Regions from separate parts of the Sus scrofa genome. Here region 1 is linked to region 2. The links are chromatin contacts, called in public HiChIP or PLAC-seq maps. All regions are on one chromosome and are shown on one strand. Each heading gives the region's core, a stretch centred on a gene start, on an enhancer-like site or on the middle of the called end of the contact. The rest is flanking DNA. Distances are from core to core; before and after follow the strand shown. Region 1 holds the start of CCR4 (C-C chemokine receptor type 4). Region 2 overlaps UBP1 (upstream-binding protein 1).

What was found. HiChIP or PLAC-seq counts read pairs in DNA pulled down with a chosen protein or histone mark.
Region 1: an H3K27ac HiChIP or PLAC-seq map of alveolar macrophages shows a contact between it and region 2, with 5 times the contacts expected there. The contact joins the promoter of CCR4 here to the enhancer-like site in region 2. A contact is called at or near these places in 2 of 5 promoter capture datasets (fetal liver and fetal skeletal muscle), 4 of 47 Hi-C or Micro-C datasets (alveolar macrophages, fetal heart ventricle, mesenteric adipose tissue and 1 more) and 1 of 2 datasets of contacts at active chromatin or transcription factors (alveolar macrophages).

Annotation. Positions count from the first base shown.
Region 1 is chr13:18,858,132-18,862,366 of Sscrofa11.1, forward strand. CCR4 (C-C chemokine receptor type 4) reads left to right here and starts at 2,465. Exons shown (of 2, transcript XM_005658814.3): 1 at 2,465-2,790.
Region 2 is chr13:19,204,703-19,209,279 of Sscrofa11.1, forward strand. It overlaps UBP1 (upstream-binding protein 1), which reads right to left. Exons shown (of 15, transcript XM_021071558.1): 15 at 1-2,173. The coding sequence ends at 2,136. It overlaps FBXL2 (F-box/LRR-repeat protein 2), which reads left to right. Exons shown (of 15, transcript XM_021071559.1): 15 at 1-230. Among named protein-coding and RNA genes, the nearest start is that of UBP1, 69 kb to the right of the region's middle. Within about 2 kb of position 2,874, at least 16 of the 83 cell types and tissues checked have an H3K27ac peak or open chromatin away from gene starts, as enhancers often do. A contact at or near this core is called in alveolar macrophages, where this site is marked.

The sequences.
Region 1 (4,235 bases), core at 1,215-3,714, 350 kb before region 2:
GTCATTATTACTGTGTAAACCTGAAGACTGACTTTCTTCAGGGCAGTAGTATTTGTAACTTGGAAACCTGAAGTCTGCTTTTAACCTGAACACTGACTCAGAAATTAAATGTGCCCACTGAGTCTAAACTGAAATATTTCCTGGATTCCTAGTTAGGGCTAAGGGCAACATGCCAGCCATTTGAAGAGAGGGAGCTATTCCTGTGCGTTTTATTTAACCTACTAATTTTCACAACTAGTGTCATTTTGAGCACCTGTCTGTACGAGACATCATGCTAAGTGCTTTACAAACATTAGCTCATTAATCCTCTCACAATGCTCATGCATTATCACCCCTTTTTATAGATGAGAAAATTGAGGTTCACATAGCTAGTTAGTGGTGGCACTGAGATCCAACCCGGACTGAGCAGGCCTCAAAACAAGTGCCCTCAGCCAACATGGACCCTGGAGCTCAGGCTTACCCCCGTTGGTGGGGCTGGGTGTCTGTCATGTGGCCAGTGAGTCAAGGGAGTGCCCGCTGGCTTTAAGGGACCATCTGCAGACGCACAATGACCAGTGATCACTGATGATGATTTGGACCTCTAGATATCATCCATTCATACTGCTCCTCTCCCTCCATGGAGGTGTCCATGGTGACTTAGGCGACACGCTCAGATGAACTCGCCCAGGGCAACTTGTCCCTAGATGCCTCTAATTCCATGGTGAAACCTTCCTCTGGCTTTATGTTTCCAAAAAACATGTTCATTTTATAAGTTACTCTGTATAATGGACATAGATTCACTGGTCAGATTCTTACCAGATTAGGTCATATGCACCCCTGCTTGGGCCCTAGCCTGGCCAAGGCCCCCTGCCTGGGTGGGGAAGTTTTTCCGGTTTGCACATCCAAAAACAAAACAGAAGCTGAGATGGGTGCAGCACAAGCTTTATTCAATGGCCAGGGAATGGGGAAATGGGAACTTAGTTCACAGGTCAGCGTCAGCCCATATGGCACAGCTTCAGGTCCTGGCTGCTTGGTAGGTGTGTCATTTAGTAGATGATGTGGTAAAATCAGTATAGAATGAGGCTCAGAGGCTGCTGGAGGGCAGATTCATCTTGGTTCCAGCTGGGTCCATCTGGGCTTTTTTTTTCTCTTCCTATAGCTTCCTTTCTTTGTCTCTTGACCCTGTTACTTAAAAGATATATGCTAGTTCCTATCTAAGGGAGGGATTGCCAGAATTTGAGCAAGGATCTGGTGTCAGCTCTGGAAACAAAACATATTGTGGACATTTTTACTCTATGTCTCCTTCCAGAGTTCATGATAATATTAGCACTGGAAAGCACTACAGTAAGGAACTGTGTTTAACCCGCACCCAAGGCCAGCATTCCTCAAGCTTACTTGGCCACAGATCTCCATTTCTTTTTCACAAAATTTCTGTGAATCTGGCTCCACATTTCACACAGGGAAGCACTGTTCTAGCTCAAGATTCTTGACCTCCAAAACAAATCTTACTCTTTTATATATAAAGCATATATGTATGCATAAAAAGCAGATTTACAATTTATCTATGGTATTAAAATTTCATGGGAAAGTGATTAGGAAAAACTAATCTGAAGAGACCCCTTAGGAGGAGTGATAATGAAAAAAGCATTGATAAACACTACTCTACTCAGTTTTTCAGTTTTTATTCATGCAAATTCCTCAGGAAAATTGAAATTTGTGGCTCTTTTAAGCTGAACCAAAGAGCCAAGCAATTGTAGACACACAGAAGGAAATGCTGGGAGCTCACAGAAGCCAAGGATACTAGGTAGAAAAGACTTGGGACTGGTGTCAGCCCCTTTGCTACGATTGGTACACAAACCCAAAGAATCTTTCAGCCAGGATCATTGTCAGGGGAAGCTCCACTGAGTAGAAAGGGCCTGAGGCAGAAAGGGCATTGAGCCCCTGTTGTGAAGGAGGCTCAGAGCTCAGTCCTCATGGCACTTTACACCAGACTGAGGACTTGTCATTTATTGAATGTGGTTGAGTAGACCCTCCGCATCACTGTCAGATGCACACATTTGAATACATTTTTCTCTTCTCTACTCCTGACTGTCCTTATTTGGAGTAAATCTGGCCTCTCACTCTGACCTCTTCAGATCCCACTGTTTAGAGTATCTTGATTGCTGGCTACTGTACATCCATGATGGGAAAATAAATAAATAGCCCACTGATCCAGAATATAAAGATCATTTCTGCTGTACATACCCAGCTGAGATGAAAAAAATTAAGTTAAAAATCCAACAAATTTTAAAACTTTAAAAACTTTTTAGAGTTTTTTTTTAATTTGTAAATTTTTTTAATTTTAAAAAAGTTTCTCTTTTTAAAAACTTACTTCAGGGGTGTTCCCTGGTAGTCTGGTGGTTAGGACTTGGCGCTTTTGCTGCTGCAGCCCCAAGTTCAGTCCCTGGTCTAGGAACTGAGATTCCACATCAAGCCATTGGATGCTGTGGCCAAAAACAAAAAACGAATAAGAAACCTCCCCTCATTTTCCTCCCTCATCTAACAGAGGGCAAAGCTTCCTAGCTTTCTGTTTTGGGAAATGAGTGACTAAGAGTTTAACCTGAACCCAAGCTAAGAGTCACTCTTTTTCTGCTTCTTACTTCTATCAAAAAACCCCACTTGCACTCATCGTAGATGAGTGAGGGATAGAGCTGGTGCTCACAGGAAGCCACGCGCCCTTCAAAGGCACCTGTCTTTCTTAGCATCACGCTTCTTGAGCAAGCCGGGCACTGCCTCGCAGACCTTCCTTGGAGCCACTTTAAGACAAGCAAGGTAAGTGGGGGTGGGACCATTCTCAAGGTCTCAGGCCAAGTGCTGCTTGGTCCACAGGTGTCTGGACCCTGGAAGCACTGAAAGCTGCCCAGCCACGCAGCCAGCCCATCACTCGGGCAACCTGGTCATTCTGCCTGTCATTCTAGTTGGCCTCTCTCCCGCAGCTTGCTTATAACCTACCTGTGCCCACACACTCAGAGCCCTCATCTGACCGGCTCTTACACATACACAGGGCTCTCTTCTGCACACATCTGGCCTAAGCCACATGCTCGGAACACGGATAATTTTCACTCAACATAAACACTTCTCTGCTTCTTGCTTCTATCAAGACACCCCTGGTCAAGAAAGACCAGGCCACAGAATGATTTCAGACATTTAACAGCCGTGTTGACTTTTGTTTCTTTTCCTGATAATTTCCTAACTCATCAACTTCTTCTATCCCTTTCATTTGCACTAGTAAAATGGTAGAGAAAGATTAGAATTATTGTTTAACTAGAGTCCATAACATTTAACAGTTTGTTTGTTTGTTTGTTTTGGCTTTTTTCTTTTCTTTTCTCTCTCTTTTTTTTTTTTTTTTTTTTTTGGAGACCCTGTGATGCCCCAGATGTTCAGCATCCATTGCAGGAAGAAATCAAAACCTCTCCCTTGAGAAACACATAGTTTTGGTGTTTGGGTGTGTGGTGTTCAGGGTGGGACGTAGGGAGTGGAATAGATGTGAATTATCGAACAATTTGTAAAAATGATTTTAATGAGTATCAGGGAGCCATTAAGAAGAATACAAGAGGAGGTGGTCTTGAGTCAGAAAGCCTCCTCCCTGGATTGCTCTGATTCACACGTGAACATGTGAAGGTTTTAACCTCCTCATCTGCTGATTTAGATAGGAAATGAGGGTGGTGTGAGCGTGCGTGTGTGTAAGGTTAAGAAAGTTTTAACCTCAGCTGCCAGTTTGATAGGAAATGAGCATGGTTGGGGAGGTAGAGATTTTATTTCTGTCTGTGATGTGCCTTTTCTAGATTTTTGTCCCACTAATTCCCACTCTGATAAAATTCAGTGCGTAAGATGCATTTTTATATGCGATTTTGATGAAAGACCAAAATTTCCCCTCATTTTACCTAACTGAATACTGCATCCTTCCGTGGGGCCTTGAAAATACATTTGCTGTGTTAGTGTCAAGTTGGCCCACATGTGTCCCGGCTAAGACAGGACTCTGTAGTGAACATGGGGCTGGGTGTGGCGAGCTGGGGCTACCTGTGCCAGCTCTCAGGAGCTGATGGTTGAATCTTCAAGAATTCTGTGGGGTAGTTGGTGGCTTGACCTCAGCCATTGTGGGAGAATTTGCACCATGGAAACCAGCAAAAGCCATAAATCAAAGCATCCCTAGACCTGGTTTTCCAGTACATCACTGGGACTTGGGGCCTGAGGAACAAGTTCTCTCCATAGCTGTG
Region 2 (4,577 bases), core at 1,624-4,123:
GCCTTCTGTACATCATCTCCTCTGAGCCAGGACACAACTTATCACAGCTATTGGACTCTGGAACAATTACTGGAATAACCTGTCCTCAGTTGCATCAGCTTTGAGAAGACAACAAACTGAAAACACACAACACACCTCTTCAAACATTTGGACTGGTGTGTATTCAGAACATACACAGTGAACCCCTTGAGTCTTATGCCGTGAGTGACACTGGCAGGAACCTGGATTTTAAATGAGACACACATTTGCAAAACAATCGGAAAACATTTATTATACTGAAATGTGTACATCCTACTATTAAAAAAACAAAGTAGCAAATTTGCTGGTGCCATAATTTAACCTTTTTCACTGGGACAAACTAATGTTCAATGCCGCTTGGTGTAATTTCAAGTTTGATGAGCTTTTAATTATTCTTACCCCACTTCTAAAACCTGATGAGGAATTCAAAATAGCACACAGCATTAAATGACATTTATTGTTCCATAAATCTTGAGACTCAAAAAGGAATGCTAAATAGACAAGCAAAACTCTAAAACAATTGAGAGATAAGCTCACTTCTTTCCCAAGTGACTGGTACAGAAAACATGTGGTCATACAAAAGCAAAGGGAAAATGACAGAAAGGAAAGCTCTCCTGCTTTAGGGTCTATACAAGTTACAGATTTCAAACTGAAGATGGAAACATTTAGAGACAGTACTTTCTCAGCTCAAATAACCCCCTTTATGAATAAAACAATGCCAAAGCCTTTACTCACTTAAGTAGTTTGTCTTCTGGGAGAGATTTTCAACTCAATATTATTCCTATTTCTGCCTGAACAAAGGTAAGAATCAAATAATACATTCAAATCCAAGACACAGGGTAAATGGACAGAGGTGTATAATTAAAATGGAATCAAAGTTTGAGAAGAAAACTGTCTAGTACACCACAGGCCTCAAATGCTTGCTTGATGATTTTTGGGAAGGCTTTGGGTGAAGGGAAGAGAAGTAGTAGAAAAAATTGCAAAAACAGTGGATTCCCTTTGAAAAGTGTACTGGCCGACAAGCATTTGGTTTTGTGAAAGAGGCACTCTTTATAGAAAAAAGCTATTGTGTGGTGTATAAAAAAGTCCCTAAATAATCACTAGAATGTTACCCATGATTGTACTAAAGCTCAATATTTGAGAAGAAGTGAGAGGAATTTTGATGGTACAATATAGTGTTTGATTTGTGATGTCTAGTGTTCCATGAATAATTTCAATTCTTCATAATGAAACCCGTTAACACCAAGTCAGAAACTGCTTCCCCTGCCTAAATGTATTTCCAATGTCAGGAACAGGGCTTTAAAAATGTTTTAGGACTGGATAGTGCAGAGTGGGGTGGGCAATTGGAGACCGAGAGGGAGAGAGGAAAAAAAACCACGAGTTTAAAAGGCATTGGGGCTTCAAAAATGAAAACCAGAAACAAAATGCTAAGAACAGAAGCAGAAGCAAAAAGTTTCTCGATAAATCTGTGACAAAGCAAAAACACAAAGTCTTTGTACCTATTAGGATTTACGCTGATCCTCTCACCAAGGTACTCTTGATAATGCAGTTTGCGTCAAGCCCATCTTCCCGGCTTGGATCTTCCCCGCTCTGGCGTGATCACGTCACACATTCACCCTCAGACATGATTTCTTCTGAGAAGGCGCCAAGCCTCTCCCATGACCACCCATCACCCGTGTCAGTGGTGGCCTCGTGTCTCTCCGCACACAGATTCCGTCCCCACCCTGCCCCAGGTCAGCATGAGGTCCAGGCGACAGAAGCCAAGCTGGCACAGAGAGGTAAATGCCCACAGTATGTCTTTACATTCACTTCCAAACCGCATACAGTGTAAAAAGACAGCAATGGCTGCTTCTAGGAACTGTGTCGACTGGCCTCTCCGCCAGAGAAGCAGGTGGTCCTGCCTGTCCCTCGGCCCCAGGCACTCGCTCTCCTGAGGGGCCGTGATGGTGACGGTGAGATGCGCCTCTCACAGCTCATTAGAAAGGTCATCCTGTGTTTTCAATATGAAACATCTCATATGGTAAAATCCAATCCCAAGGCTTCTTGGATTCAGTCTTCACACACTTTTAAGCGTGGCTTTATTTGGTGCTGAATGAAGTTCAGACTACGTTAAGACGTCACTTCAAAATTATGTGGACACCACCCCCGTTTTCAGCTGCAGAAAAAGGAGAAGTTACAGGCTTTTTTGTTTTTAACCAGGCTGGAGACTCAAAACTGAACTCCTACAACTCTACAACCTCCCATCCCAGTTCAGAGGGTACCTTGAATATGCTCGAGTGAAAAAGCTGGTAACTTGCTCCAGCTCCTCTTCCCCAAGGTAACTTCATATACACTCTCCCTCCCCTTTTCAGACATGGTGCTTTTCAACGTCTGGCCCTCACTCCCATAGGTGCCCTGCCTGCCTGCTGTTCTAGGAGGCAGAGGACCCGCAAATAGTGCTTATACCCACCTTTTCGGGAAATAATTTTTAAACTCCTAAAAATTAGATCTACAACATTTAAAAAATATATTTTGTCTGATGGCCTAGTGTTTCTACAGAGATGGTGAAAAGCAATACAGGCATTCGACAAGGAACAAGTGAGTTTTTTCATAAGACAAGGTATTCGAAGCCCAGTACACTGAGATGGGAGGGGTCACCCTTTGATGACTGACAGCAGAAATAAATGCCTGCTGACTTCACAGGACACAGCTGCACACAGTATGAATTTTCTTTTTTACAGGCAGTTTTGAGTTTTGCAGAGTAAAAACTATTGCTTCGTGAACAGGAAGTTGAGCAGAACGGTACTAAGCCAGATATGTTTGTGCAAGTAAAAGATCACATGAACCAGGCCACAGTTAAAAACTCAGCCCTGCAGCTGACACGATGGCTGACATGACGTGTCAGCACAGAGTGAAATCCTTCCTGATTTCAGCACTTCCCTTCTAGGTGGGCTCCCAGCTTCAAGAGTGACTTCTCAGGAAAGGGGTGACACAGCACTTTTTTCTTTGAGGTGCAGCTTTCGTGCTCAGAATGGACTTTGGTTAGCTCATCAGACCTTTAAAGGTCTCCTCTTGTATTAACTTTACATTTAAAAACTCCTCCTTTTCCACCTCCAGGAATTCTCTCAAGCCCTGTCTGGGCCCACTCTCCACACCCTCTCCCTCCATAACTGTTTTGAGTCACTGTGGATACGCTAAAGGCTTCCAAATTTACGGCTCAAGACCAGACCTGTCTTGCCAGCCCCAGAGGTTATAATTAACTTGACATTTTCACATCCTAAAATGAAACTCTGGACTGCTTCCCTCAATGGCACCTACCACTCTATTGGGACCACTACCTGCTCAGTTGTTCATAAGAGTCACAACCACTCCTCTCTCAAAGGTAGAGCCCAGTAGGGCCCTGTCTATAAGTGTATGAGACACCATAACCTCTCATCTGGATTCTCCTGCCTCCAGTTTGCCCACCTTCTCATCTGTCTCCAAAGAGTTGAGAGAGAAAAGAAAAACCTATTTACATTACTTATTTGTTTAAAAAACCTCACTGACTTTCCAATGCATTTCAAATAAAACCTAAACTTGGAGTTCCCGTCGTGGCGCAGTGGTTAACGAATCCGACTAGGAACCATGAGGTTGCGGGTTCGGTCCCTGCCCTTGCTCAGTGGGTTAACGATCCGGCGTTGCCGTGAGCTGTGGTGTAGATTGCAGACGCGGCTCGGATCCCGCGTTGCTGTGGCTCTGGCGTAGGCCGGTGGCTACAGCTCCGATTCGACCCCTAGCCTGGGAACCTCCATATGCCGCGGGAGCGGCCCAAGAAATAGCAACAACAACAACAACCAAAAAAAAAAAAGACAAAAAAAAAAAAAAAAAAAAAAAAAAACCCTAAACTTGCATCAGTACCAGACCTGCCTCCTGCTCTGCTCACCTTCGCGCTGCACGGCAACCACAAGGCCCTCCCAGCCTCCACACAGCCCCATTCTTCCAGGGTGCAGCTCCTCAAGGGCATGGTCGGCTCCCCACCACACTCCAGATCTCAGCTTTCATGGCCTCAGAGAAGCCCTAACAGTTTCATGTAACCCTCCCTGAACCCTGCATCCATGAGTACCCACACTTTCCCACTCCTTCATGGGCATCTAAGTTATATACTGGTAATTGGGTGCATCTACTGAGCAGTTCTGGCTTGCTTTCTCCGCTAGAGTAGTGGAACACCTTTCTAGAACTAACAGCATGGGTCTGACACAAGGCGTTCAAAATGCTGGCTGAATGAACTGGGGTTTTTCTCCAGGCATCTAGAAGGACAGACTCCTCTTCCTTATTTGCTAATTTTCATTTCAATCAGAAATATTCTCTTGGAAGTTCTAGCTGTAGCTCAATGGTAGTAAACTTGACTAGTACCCATGAGGAGGTGGGTTCGATCGCTGGCATTGCTGTGAGCTTTGGTGTAGGCTGAAGACACAGCTTGGATCCTGCATTGCTGTGGCTGTGGTGTAGGGCAGCAGCTGAAGCTGATTTGACCCCTAGCCTTGGAGCTTCCTTATGGTGCAGGTTTGACCCTAAAAAGCAAAGCTGTCTTCATTTTTCAA